Regions from separate parts of the Delphinus delphis genome. Here region 1 is linked to region 2. Evidence: chromatin contacts called from public Hi-C data. All regions are on one chromosome and are shown on one strand. Each heading gives the region's core, a stretch centred on a gene start, on an enhancer-like site or on the middle of the called end of the contact. The rest is flanking DNA. Distances are from core to core; before and after follow the strand shown.

Region 1 (6,773 bases), core at 3,622-6,121, 150 kb after region 2:
GTTCATTAGGCTATCAAATTTGTGGGCATAGAGATGTTCATAATATTCCTTGATTATCCTTTTAATGTCCACAGAATCTGTGGTGATGCCCCCTCTTTTATTCCTGATATTAGTAATTTATGTCTTCCCTCTTTTTTCTTAGTTATCCTGGCTGGTGGCTTATAGATTTTATTCATGTTTTCAAAGAACCAGCTTTTGGTTTCATTGATTTTCTCCATTGATTTCTTATTTTCAATTTCATTAATTTTTGCTCTCTTGTTATTTCTTTCTTTCTTTTAAAAAAGATTTTATTTATTTATTTATTTGGCTGCAGTGGGTCTTAGTTGCGGCATGTTGGATCTAGTTCCCTGACCAGGGATCGAACCCGTGCCCCCTGAATTGGAAGCATGGAGTCTTAACCACTGGACCACCAGGGAAAGTCCATCTTCTTTTTCAGGTTTCCTAACTTGAAACTTAGATTATTGATTTTAGATTTTTCTAATATATGCATTCAATTTCCCTCTAAGCACTTTTGCTGCATTCCACATATTTTGGTAAGCTGTGCTTTCATTTTCCCTGTTTTTTCTTAAGGCCCAAGTCAGGTGCTAGTTTATGAAATGCTCCTTAAATTGTCCCAACCCACAGTGAGCTCTCCATCCTCTGAATTCCTACTGCATTTACTGTCTGTACCATTCATTTGGTAGTTCTCATATACTGACTTGCACATCTAGATAGATATCTTTTATTGCTTGTGTCCTGTCTGCCTAACTTTAAGGAAAGATCCTAAAGAGAAGAGATAATGTTACCTTACCAAGGGCCTAGCATGGGTTGTGAACATAGCATTTGCTACAAGTAATGCCCCAAGCTAATAACAAATGGAATTTTAGTTGTTAACTGAATTCAAAGCTCAATACACACTATTACTTTTCAACAGTAGCCCTCAGAGATCAAGTGGCCTGGGCCACTTCCATCTTTTAAGGCTGCTGGTAATATTAAAAAAATAAAGAAATACCACTTTCTCATTACAGAACTTATGGTATTCTTTACCCTTTTGCCTTAACAAATAAACAATTTAATGCCAAAGAACATAATTTATCTGTATTACTCATAAAAATTATAAATCCTGTGACTTTTAAATGCCACAAAGCAGTAAAGGCTGACAACAGGATACAAGCTGAATAAAGAATGATTATTTTAAAAATCCCTATTGGCCAGTGTCTCTGAATGCTCATTTGAAGAAAAGTCAAAAGCCTACACTTGAGGCCATTTGTGAATAAGGTTCCCCAGAGGAGGCCCTGCCTTTCTAGCCCTAGAAAATACAAATCTTGTCTGGTCTCTTCTCCTTTCTTTTACACTTTTTTTTCTTAATTAGAGAACTAAACATTACGTTAACTTACTATGGGAAGTAGAGGAATCCTGGGCTATAATACTGTGACAGAAGATCATTTGCACTTTCTCTAAAAGAAACTTTTGTTTATCACGACCATCAAAATTTTAACAAAAGCAAATTACTAAGAAAGCAAATCAAAGATAAAAAACTAAGAGCAGGGCTTCCCTGGTGGCGCAGTGGTTGAGAGTCTGCCTTCCGATGCAGGGGACACAGGTTCGTGCCCCGGTCCGGGAAGATCCCACAAGCCGCAGAGTGGCTGGGCGCGTGAGCCAAGGCTGCTGAGCCTGCACGTCCGGAGCCTGTGCTCCGCGACGGGAGAGGCCACAACAGTGAGAGGCCCGCGTACCAGCAAAAAAACAAAAACTAAGAGCAATATTTTCTGTAAAAGGCAGAGAATACGGTTTCAAGCCTGGTGTGAGAATGGTGGAATAGTTATTAAAAGAAGAAAGTTAAAATATAGAAAGAAATTCATGGAAAGGATAATCTCAACCTCAGTAGAGTGCTTAACTCAGGGGTGGAGTATGAGAAGAGCCCGGGATCAGGAACGGCCTCCAGGGCTTGCTTCGATTCTATTGGTAATGTTTTACTTCCTAAGCTGGTGGTGGATATTCTTTGTATCATTTTATATACATCTGTATGTCTAAAATGTCAAGAGGAGCTATGAAAAATTCAGGTTTGGAATACTGACCATAAGGTGATGCAGGGGGAATTCAGATGGAAATTTCCAGTGATCTGATACTGAACTTTGATTCCCTGAGAAAGGACTATACTCATTTATAAAACATTTACCACGTGGCTACTAGTCTTACTAAACACTCAGTAAAAATTTTGTGAATGAAAACAGTCCGCGTCATAACCATTACCTTTTCGGAGGAGATCTTCGCTAGTAAATCTACTTGATATAAAGCACTTCCATGTTCTTTTCTTGAACCAACACTTAGGTACCCACTTCCTGTATCATCATTTGTTAGCAGCTCAATATCATTCCACATATTTCTGAAATTGTTTTCCTGAGACAGGAACCACTGCCTTCCCTGTGACAACATGTAAAATTAGGCCAAATTTTATTGTTGCATAGACTCCAGTTCCTTGGGAAATGAAAATGCTTTATCCCCCCCTCAAATATACATATGCACACACACATCAATAAGTAAAGACTTCTCTGTCTTTGTGTTATTTCTGTGGTCACTAGACACTTTGGATCAATAAGATACATGGAACTAGTGCTATGGTTATCTCTAGAGAAGAACATATTTGTTTAGGGACACAAGGAAACAATTCCAATCTTACCAATCTGTCCTAGAGCTTCTAGTGTTTTGTGTGCCTAGCTGAAATTATAACAAGTTTTCATTTGGAAAAAACCTTTAACCAATATAGCAATAAATAGTGAAGGCTCTGAAGTCAGACTGTCTGGGATATCTTAGAATGGTAAGGTTCCAGATGAACTTAAAAAAAAAAATGACCATTCATGTTTCCAGTATTGTTATTCAATAAATGAAAATGTTAAGGAGAGGAAGAAAAAATTGCACTAGGCTTCTGACTGGACCAAAGAGTATATTTGTAACCTTTCGAGTCACTTAACTATCTCATCAGCAAGGACTTATATAACTCATTTCATTGGATATGGGTAGGCATAGAATACGAAAATGAAAAATAATCCTTGGATCAAGACTAGTGGGGAACAATAACCAAATAATTACAGTTGCTTTGGTAAGTGCTCGCAGAAATATGTTTTTAAATCTTTGGAAGGTACACTACAGGGAAGAAATGATTTTTGACTTGGTGTTCTTTCACATTTACTAAGCTGCTTGTACGTAGCTGGAAAGGTCACTATGAGTTTCAAACATTCACAAAACAATGCTTCATTCATGGCAAGCACTCAATTTAAGTGTTATCTAATTCACTACTGTTATTCGTGGAAGCAGGTAACATTTTGGTTAGAAACTTAAGGTCACAGGAGCTTTTTTTTTTAACTTTTTTTTTCCCCCCACAGGAGCTTTTTAAATATAGGAAAAGAGTTCTTACTAGGAGTGTAAGCAAGGGCACAAAAACAAAGTATGTTAGAATACACGATTTTAGTGGCTGTGTTTGGGTGGGAGTTGGGAGAAGATTAAGACAGGTTGGAGTGAATACTTTTATGGGGCTCAGAGTCCCATATCTGTAAAAATAGAGAAATATCATCAGCCTCCCAGGTCTGTCACACTCACTCATTTGACAAACGTTTATTGAATGCCTACTACGTGTCAGGCACTGTTCTAGGAGCTGGGAATACAGCTGTGAAGAAGACAGAAAAGGTCTTTGTCATTATGAAATTTATATTCTCGTACGAAGGATAGAGAAAAATAAAATAAAGACGGTATTGAGTAGGCAAGATAGTTTGAATGCATCACTCATTTAATCTGCACAACAACCCATTTTACAGCTGAGAAACATGAGTCAGGGACTAAGTAAACGGCCAAGGTCACCTCAAGCGAGTTAATGATGTAGCTAGACAAGACTCAAATTCAGGTCAGTTATTAACTGTTATACTGCCTCCCTACGAAAAACTAAGTAAACGCAGAATTACAAATAGTGCTCAAATGAATGAGGGGGAGGGGCGCATAAGAAAGACCTGTTTGGTAAGTGAAAGAGATGACATCTGAGCTGAGACCCGAATATCAAGAAGCCGACTATGTAAAGCTCGTGGGGACAAAGATGCAGGCCGAGTACCAAAGGCTCAGAGGGTAGAATGAGTTTAGGGCTGCTGCCCGGACACAGCAAGAATGGAAAAGTGCAGGCGTTAAACGAACAGGTGGAGCCAATGAATCCTTGATTACAAGACTGAGTTTCATCCGCAGTGCTAGGGAGGGAAAGATACTAAGCAGACCAGTGACATGATGTGATTAACGATTTGAGATTCCTCTGGGTGCCGGGTGAACAGATTAACGAATTAAACGAAATGAAACAGTTTCAGTTAGGCCTCCACGCGTAAATGCTCTCAGCTGGACACCGGGGCCAGCAAGAACCGACTCCAACCTCTCTCCCGCCAGCGTCTTGAGGGGAAAACACATCGAACTGAGCTGAGGCCTCTGCTCCTTCGACCTGAATCCACCCCCAGCTCCCTACAGCAGCGCGGCTCACCCTCCTCACCTGTAATTGAAGAAACTAAAGAGGAGCACTCAAGTGTATCGTCCCCCCCCACCTTCCGAGCTCCAACAGACGTTCCCAGTCTCTTTAGGGTCTACGCCACAAATTTAAATTGGCGGGAGAACACCAAGCCCAACCCCTTTTACGGCGGCCAGCGGAGGCCAAGTTTGCTTTAGAATCGAAATAGGAAGTCGCCCCACCCTAAATTCCACCCATTCCGATATCCAGGCGCATTCTAGGGTGTGTTCTAGGCCCCGCCCCCCTCCGCGACCTCACAACCCCCCTTCCAAAGAACAACCAATCACCGTCGAACCGCGTTGCTACAGAAACTCTTATCACCACCCCTTTTCCTCCCAGCAAGCTGTGCGACGCGCCGGGTCTTAGCCCTTTTGTGCCATCCGGGTCTCTCGCGGGAGCGATTTCAGTCTGTTGCGAAGCGTTTAGGCGGCCGGTACTGTGGAGAGCGGCAAGTGGAGGTGCCGCCGTAGCGGCCAGGACTCTGGACTATGGCGGTAGGTGCCGAATCTGAGTTTAAAGTCAGGCATATTTTTTTGCTGCTCTGCAAAGAAGGGATGAACGGCTCCCAGAGCTGTTGTCGGGGCTAGTGTGTGGACAAGATGGCGCCGCGGCCTTCTTCTGCGCCCGCCATCATGGCTGGCTGCCGTAGGGAGGGGGAAAGAAGGCGGTGTCGATGGGGGTGGGGAGCCGCAGGGAGTGTCTTTTTTCCAGAACTTTCCTCGTGTCTTTCCCAGTTTTATGTTCCTTTTGTCCCACAGAACTGACTCCAGTTTTGCTTACTCACTCTGGTTGGTGATTAATATTGAGTTTCGTTAGGGCTTGGGCATTTATGTTCGCGATGGGAAAGGGCTGGGGAAGAGAGAAAAGGGATCAGGGGTCGTCTCTGAAAAGTATGGGGTCAAAAAGGAGGTGCCTGTAAGAGGTAGAACGTGAGAAGAGAGCAAGCGGTCTTGTAGCGACTATTTTGCCTACGTTCAGTGAGATGATTCTAGCTGCATAATTTCGGTTAGGGTGAACGTCCGTGTAAACCTTAGTTTATTCCTTAGTAAGCATCTAGGGAACGTGTTTCTCGAAGGGAGTAAAAATTCGACTTAATGAAGAGAAGTCTTTGGAGCTACGAATTCTGACTGATGCTCCGTTTCCGAAGTGCCTCCTGATGTAATCATTTTGAAGGTTTCGAGAAACATAATCAAAGCCCTAACATTGGCATTATTACTTTAAATTTAAGAGTCCTTCATAGGCCCGTTTAATTTTAAGTGAAAGCTACAGTTCTTAAATTACGTTTTCTGAGAAATTAACCCTGCTTTGGTTATAAGATGCCCAATCCTGATGGATCGCATTATTGTGTGATTACTTCATTTTACTTATCCGGTTACAAGAAAAATGCAAACATTTTGCATTCTTTTCCATTGACTAAAAAGTTGTGTTTTCTCGTTTTCGAAGATAAATAGGACTAAAATAAATAGGATTGTTAATAACGAAAAACTCGTGCTCATCCGATCATTGGGGGTATCTGGAAGTAGAAATCGTCTGCCTCTCCCCCCCGCGCCCCCATACCTAATTGATTTGATTTAGAACCGGGTTTTTGATAACCGATTTAGAATCGTTGTTCAAACAGTTGGGCACATAATCGATTTAAATATTTTTTTGTTTAACTAGTGTTTTGGACCTCTTAATCTACTTGAAAGAACAGTATTATTTTACTTGGGCTCAAATATTCAAAAAAAAATTCAGACATTCGTTTCTGCAGCGCCTTGTTCAATAAAAAGACACGATCCCCTTGAGATGTGGCCTAGTATTAAGTCCAATGTGCCGTCTTTGCACTAGAAAAAATTCTTACACTATGTCTTGAGTGCCATTGGGGTTTTAAAGAAGATGTGAATTTTAAGAAACCGTGGTGTTTTTCTAACAGAGCAAATGGTAGAGTGAAGGGAATTTTTGCAGTTAGCATTTAAGATTTACACATAGGTCTGTACTAAATTGAAATCTTAGATATTTTCAGAGAAGTTTTAATACTCGATTTTATTTGGACATTTTTGTTATTCTACTATAATATATTCTCAAGGAAATAAAAGCTTCGGGTGAGCTAAGTGGCCCCCTATTATTCACATCTGTTTAGTGATACGATGGTTTTTGTTTTTGTCCTGTAGTGTGTTTTACAGATGAAAATGGCTGTTCGGTGTGAGTTATTAGCCCGTTTTACAGAGTGCCTTCCCTTAAGGGCATTTTACTAAGTGTAAGTTTACGAACACAGCACATC
Region 2 (6,379 bases), core at 3,815-6,314:
AAAGTATTCTAAACCAAAGTTCTCTATAAAAGGTTGAAACTCAAAAAAAAAAGGCTGGAACTCTGCCATCAAATAATAGAAAATGAAAAGTAAGAAGTTCCCAAGCTAGCTCTAAAATCAATCATCTCAAATGCAGAAGTTAAAAAAGAAAAAAAGAATTTTAGAAGGACTTACCTCTGTTGGTAATGAACAGACTGGGGATGGAGAGAAAAAAAGATTTGAAAATGTTAATAAATAAATAAATACACACGTACACACATGGCTCATAACAACTTTTATTTTTAATCTGACAAAATGCTTCATTTGTTTTTTCCTATAACTTTCCTGTACCACTTTTCAAATACTACCCCGTCATGCACTTTTTTTTTTTTTAGGTAAGTGGCACATGATTAATAGAAATATTATCTTAATTTTTTTTTTGGATGTAAAGAACAATGTCTCCTTCAGTTGGTAGAACATCAAACTATACTATCTGGCATGTCTTAAGGTTTTACCACAACAACCTCAATGGGTCTGAAACTAAGCTAGGATGGGAACAATTCCCCATACAACAAAGGCTGAATGGAGCTGGTTATTTCTTTTGATAACTTCACCAAAACAGCCGCTACTTTTTATTCATACTAACACATTTACAGACTTCAGTAGCACTTTTGCTACCATTTCTTTGCAATATACTTTTCCTTTTCTTTTTTCGTATTATGCTACATAAGACCATGACACTGTGAATTTCCTTCCTTAGAAGGAAAGTTGGTTCAATCCTGTCACTGTATAGCCTGCAAAGGCTAAAGGACTAGAAAAACTCAAAGGGTTTCCCAATTTTAACTAAAACTCTATTACTGGGTCAACTGCTTATTTTATTTTTATTTTTAAGGTGAGGAATGGAATAGTTCAGTGTGACAACACCTTGAGATTTGTGAGGGAGAGGAGGGGTGGCACACCGTTAATAATAACAGCACTTACCATATATTGGGCACATGCTAGGCACTTTGCTATGCTTTATATTATTATGTTCAATCGTCACAACCTCATAAGGTAAGAACTACCATATGTGTATTATGAATGAGAAAAATGAGACTTAGAACAAGTAACTCATTTGTATCTGGTTAGAACAGGATTGGAACCCTCGTCTGTTTCTGAAGGTCATGCTCTTAACCACTAAATTAGACCACACAACATATAAAAGCAGTGCAGCTGTGTGCCAGCCCATCATCACTCTTTTACAGATGAAGCCGAAAAAGGTTAAATAGCTTATCCAAGGCCAAAGGTGGCATAGGGCAGAAAACTAGAATCTACCATCTCTATTTCAGTTTAGAGTTCTTTCTACTAAAGCTCTCCTGGTTAACCAGAAGCTCTCTAATCCTCACAGTTCAAGTTCAAATACTAGTAGGTACAGATATTCAGCCACATTTTCAGGATATAATTATACGTTAAATACCATTACAGCAAATACTAAAACCATAACACTTAGTACACCATTTCAAATAATATTTGGTTCAGCAAAATTCTAATACGATGAAAAAAGTTGGACAAATATTCCAAATTCCACATTATTTGTTTTTACAGTCTATTTCCCTCCACAAATGATTTACTATTTGTAAACTGTCGTTTTTCAAGGAAAAGACTGAGCAGTCACCAGCTTCACATCACTAACAGCGGAACAACCTGACATTGTGTATCTGCTGACATGATGAGATATGATGAACAAAGCCACATCATCCATGAGACCTTCTGCTATGGTCTGAATGTTTGTGTCCCCTCAAAATTCACATGTTGAAATCCTAATACCCAATGTGATGATATTAGGAGATGGAGCCTTTGGGAGTAATATTTCATTTATTCTTCTCAACAGCCCTCTGAAGTAGGCTGTTATCCATTTTATGGATGAGGAAACTGACCAAGGTCACCAGTGAGTAAATGGCTAAACCAGGATTCAAACTCTGACTGAATTCATATTCTGAAGTCTCAATCCTGCAGACATATATCTCCCCGGAAATGACCCCATCCTACCTACCCTTGTTTCTCACTATACTTCAACCAGCATTCTGCTCCAATCAGCCCCTTCTTTTCCCTCTACCCCCTAACTTTTTCCTCGATCTTTAATATGAAGATACCATATTAAACCATGCCCCCATATTTTTCTTATAAATTCATCCACCTTTCCTTGCAAATTCTGCCCATTACCTAAGGCTTCTCACTTCCTCACTTTGCTTTCCCAGCTTCCCTCTGAACAAAGATCCCTCCCTTTCCTGAAACCCTAGTTCATAGCTATGGTCAGTACCACTGAATTTAGCATTTAATATTCCCTAAGTGCTTCTACAACTAGACCTTAAACTCTTTGAGGAAAAGGTAATCCTGTCTCCAACCTAGTGCCTGGAATATCAATACAAACTAGGGAGGGAAATAAAAATAAAGTTTTCTCGAAAAGGTTAGGTACCTCTGGTACCTCTGATCAACACAAAGTATCACTGGGGTGGACTGCATACTTAGTGCAGTTGTTCAAAGCCATCTTAGGAGCGACATAAGCACTTGAACAGGATGGCTTTCATATACTGTATTTCATTAATTTTTTTTCATTTTTATAGGGATGCATTCCATAATTATGGCATGTCAACCTAACAATTTTTTCTTTCTTAGTGGAACCTAAAATAATGGTGCATCTTATAACATACAGAGTCTTAGATTCGGTGAATTAGGGTACAAAGAACAATAGCTCCTAACTGTATCTGACAAACAAGGAGGAATAAACTAAACTAGTATACTTCCCTAATAATAGTAATAATAGCACTTATTGTATTATGTTCTTATGTTAGTTGCTGAACCAGCTTTATAGGAATCATCTGACTTCAGATGTAATCATCATTTTCTTTCAGACCTTAAGAAACAGACCTCTAACCCTTAGTGAAATCAGGTTAACTTGCCCACGGTCACACAGCTAAAATTAAGCAGGAGCAGCTGGTAATGCCCAAGGTAAGGATGCAAACCCTGGCCCATGACTCCAAAGGCAAACAATATAACCAAATAAGACGAATAATCATAACACATCTCAATCAACCCTACAGAAAGCTCCCCTGCCTACTCTCTGGGATATTTTACACTCATTTTATTTTATCATCAAAGGTAGTCAATAAATGATGAGTTGATACAATTTTTTAACTCAGTGACGTCACCTCTCCTGTAAGTACTGTAAGTACTTAAATTCCAGAAGAAATCCCTATCACACTCACAGAATGTAAGGTCCCTGAGCACAAAGACCTTTCCTGACTTATTCATTATTCAGTCCCCAGCATCTAAAACTCTGCTAGGCACATAGTAAGTGGCCAAAAATATTTACTAAAAAAAATAATATTTACTTGCCCTTTTACTTTACTGTCTTATGTCTTCAGATTTTTCTAAACCTTTCCAAGATGCTAGTAAAATTAGAATATTTCCAGTTCACAAATATTTCTGGATTGAAAATGAGGAAAAACACTCAAAGGGAAAAAAATCTTGATTCATATTTTATTAATCAAACCAAGAACACTTTCCCAAGACTGTCCTACTACCCATCACTCCAACCTCATAATCTTCCACTCGTTATTGACACCATTCCTATACTACACACTATACTAATAAAAAGGTGTTAATTTCTCCACAAAGCTTTTCCTTGCACAGCTGTTCACTTCATCCGGGATGCCTTTCCCCACTCCCTCAACCAATCCTTCTCATCCCTTAAGATTCAATATCTTCCAAGAAGCCCACCTTTAATAGCCAGACTAGCAAGTAACATTAGGCCGGAATAATCTATTTACACATCTCTATTCCAACTGGACTGTAAACTTCTCCAGGCCAAGTAACAAGACGCAAGTCACACAGGTTGGGAAAGGTCTGTTAATCCATGCCTCCTCTTCCCCAGCTCCCAATTAAAGATTCACCAAATGACAAAGATGAAAAATCTACTCGGACCAAATGTGAAACCATTTATCACAATGCATAAAAATACAGTGAGTAAAAGCCATTTTCTGCCTTCCAACACTTGCCTCCGCAGTAAAGGACTCGAAGTGGGTAATCTGCATCTAACTTGGTATTGCTCCTCGGGTCTCCTCTGCAATCATGTCCACCGGATTCAGAAATGTCAGCAGCCATCTCAAAACCTGTAAGCAAGGAAAATAACACATCTTCACTATTTTGGACCAAGACGCCCAGAGAAGCAGTGTTCAGGTGTAGTCCGGCCTCCTCCTACTAGAAATCCCGCCACCCCGAATCGGTTTCAATTCTTTGCTGAATGAGAGATACAAGCTGCATTAGGATTCATAAAATATGAGTAATTCTGGGCACACCATTTTCCAGGCCTACAGGGAAGCAAGTGACAACAGTGAGACTCACAGCAAATGGGCCACGACAACTAGGGAGAGGAGGGCACTAGTGGAAGAGGAAGCCATGGGGAAAAAGATGGGGAGGGTGATCTCGGTAGAGGACAGGGCAAAAGGTCTGGGGGATGATCTGTAAAGGATGCAACAAACTGCAGCAACAGGGAAAGGCCACAAAGCAGCTGAAGAGGCTGGAAACGCCTACGAAGAAGGGGTGGGTCGCCGGAGGTGCCCGGAGGGCAGGGTGTGGGGTGGGCTAGAGGCCAAGGGAGGGACGCGTTAGAGTCACGGAAGGGAAAGGGAGTGGGAGGGGGCGGGGAGACCAGAGTCTGAGGAGAGAAAATGCGGGCAAAAGAACCAGGAAGGGGCAGAATGTAAGAGCACTGAGGCGACGACTAGGGCGACCAGGTGTGAAGGCGCGACCTGAGGCGAAGGGGCAACCCCGGGGACACCAGAGCGGCCCATGTGGGCGGGGGTGTGGAGACGCCCGGCCCGGCCCCCTTCCGCCGGGGAGCACCTCAGCTTCCCCCACGCTCTATACGAGCTTCCTGGAAGCGTGAGAGGCACGAGGGGTCATTACCCAGGCGGTCGCACAGCCTCCGCCGCCTCCGCGCCCGCCACTACCGCCAGCTGAAACGACACATGCGACTCCTCTTTCCGGCCAGAGCCGCCCAAGAGCCCGTCTGCCAGCCGCGGTCCCGCGAGATAATAAACCTTTATCGCGAGATTCAGTCTCCGCGGAGCGGCTGTCGCGAGAAGCTCGAAGGCGGGGGCGGAGAAGAATTGGGGAGCATGCGCGTTCCGCTCAGGGGCGGAGCCAAGCAGCCTAGAGGCTGACAGCCAGTAGGCGGTGCTAGTTACTTATGGGAGAGAACGGGTGGTCCGTGGTCGGCGCACGGAAGGGGACGCTGTTTAGAGAGCGGAGACATGCATGTAAATCAGCGGTGACTCATTATTTTGACTCGGAGAACGTGGCCCCCGGGGTCTGGGGTGCATCCTGGAGACTTGTCTAACCTCCAGCTTGTTGGATAAGTCTTTCCTTCACGGGGAGATTGCAGCTGGAAAAGGCGTTTGGTTTCATTTCAACACAGTACCCTACATTGGCGGAATTCTTTTTAAAAAGACAATATCAACGCAATTTTCATTTTTCTCATCGCCCCACAGTCTCACCACCCTAACAACTGTTTTCACAGCTTCCTAGTGTTTATCGATCTTTACATGTGTTGTAAATTGGAATTAATCTCTCCCATGTGAGTGTTGACTAAAAAACTATGCACAACCTAAAAGTTGAGATTTATGTTTTATTCGGCAGGAATTTTTAGGACTTCAAGCCCGGGAGGCATCATCTCAAGTAACCCTGAGAGAACTACTGCAAGGAGGAAAGGGGGCAAGCCAGCATATATAGGAGTTTTACAACCAAGGGCAGGTAGTCTGAACATCAAAAGATTATTGTTAATTAAAGAAAACCAGATATGTCAAGTTTAGGAATTTAGCGCTTTTCTCTGTATGGGAAGATGCAAGAGTCTGGGCTCACTGAAATCATTCCTTTGATATGCACCTCAGCTATCTGGGGCCAGTATCCTGTGTTTTCACATCCTGAGTTTCCTCAGGGCTCACCTAGGGAGTGGCTGCAGTCTGATGGCCCCTAGACAGCAGGTAGGCAGGTGTTCTTTTGCTTCCTGAGTTCCCTCAGGGTTCACCAGCTCACCATCTGGTGGTGGCTGCAATCGCTGATGACTGTGACAGCCTTTGTTTAAATATTCCATTTATCAAAGACTAAAGAGAAGAGGCCACAGTCTCCGGTGCAGATTATGCCGGATGTCTTCGTGTGCAGTTTTGAGCAGAAAATTTAAGGGTGGTAGTGGTGGTGGCAGAGAAGTTTGCAAAGGAAGGAGGGGAATGAGGCAGATATGAGTGGAGGATAAAGCAAAATAGAAAAGAACAACCTCCACCATCTACAAAGCTCTTTTTGGTCACCGTTTCCCTAACTCTCATAGCTCTACAAGTGTTGTAGTGTTATTCCCATTTCACAA

The links. A called contact is a pair of places that touch in the nucleus more often than the background predicts.
Region 1: a contact with region 2 is called in a Hi-C map of lung, with 5 times the contacts expected there. The contact joins the promoter of RSRC2 here to the promoter of DENR in region 2. A contact is called at or near these places in 2 of 3 Hi-C or Micro-C datasets (lung and muscle).

Annotation. Positions count from the first base shown.
Region 1 is chr13:7,189,415-7,196,187 of mDelDel1.2, forward strand. RSRC2 (arginine and serine rich coiled-coil 2) reads left to right here and starts at 4,872. Exons shown (of 10, transcript XM_060027961.1): 1 at 4,872-5,007. The coding sequence starts at 5,002. It overlaps KNTC1 (kinetochore associated 1), which reads right to left and starts at 4,658. Exons shown (of 64, transcript XM_060029349.1): 1 at 4,499-4,658; 2 at 2,233-2,403. The coding sequence starts at 2,361.
Region 2 is chr13:7,043,605-7,049,983 of mDelDel1.2, forward strand. It overlaps DENR (density regulated re-initiation and release factor), which reads right to left and starts at 5,065. Exons shown (of 8, transcript XM_060027958.2): 1 at 4,927-5,065; 2 at 4,017-4,130; 3 at 175-194. The coding sequence starts at 4,122.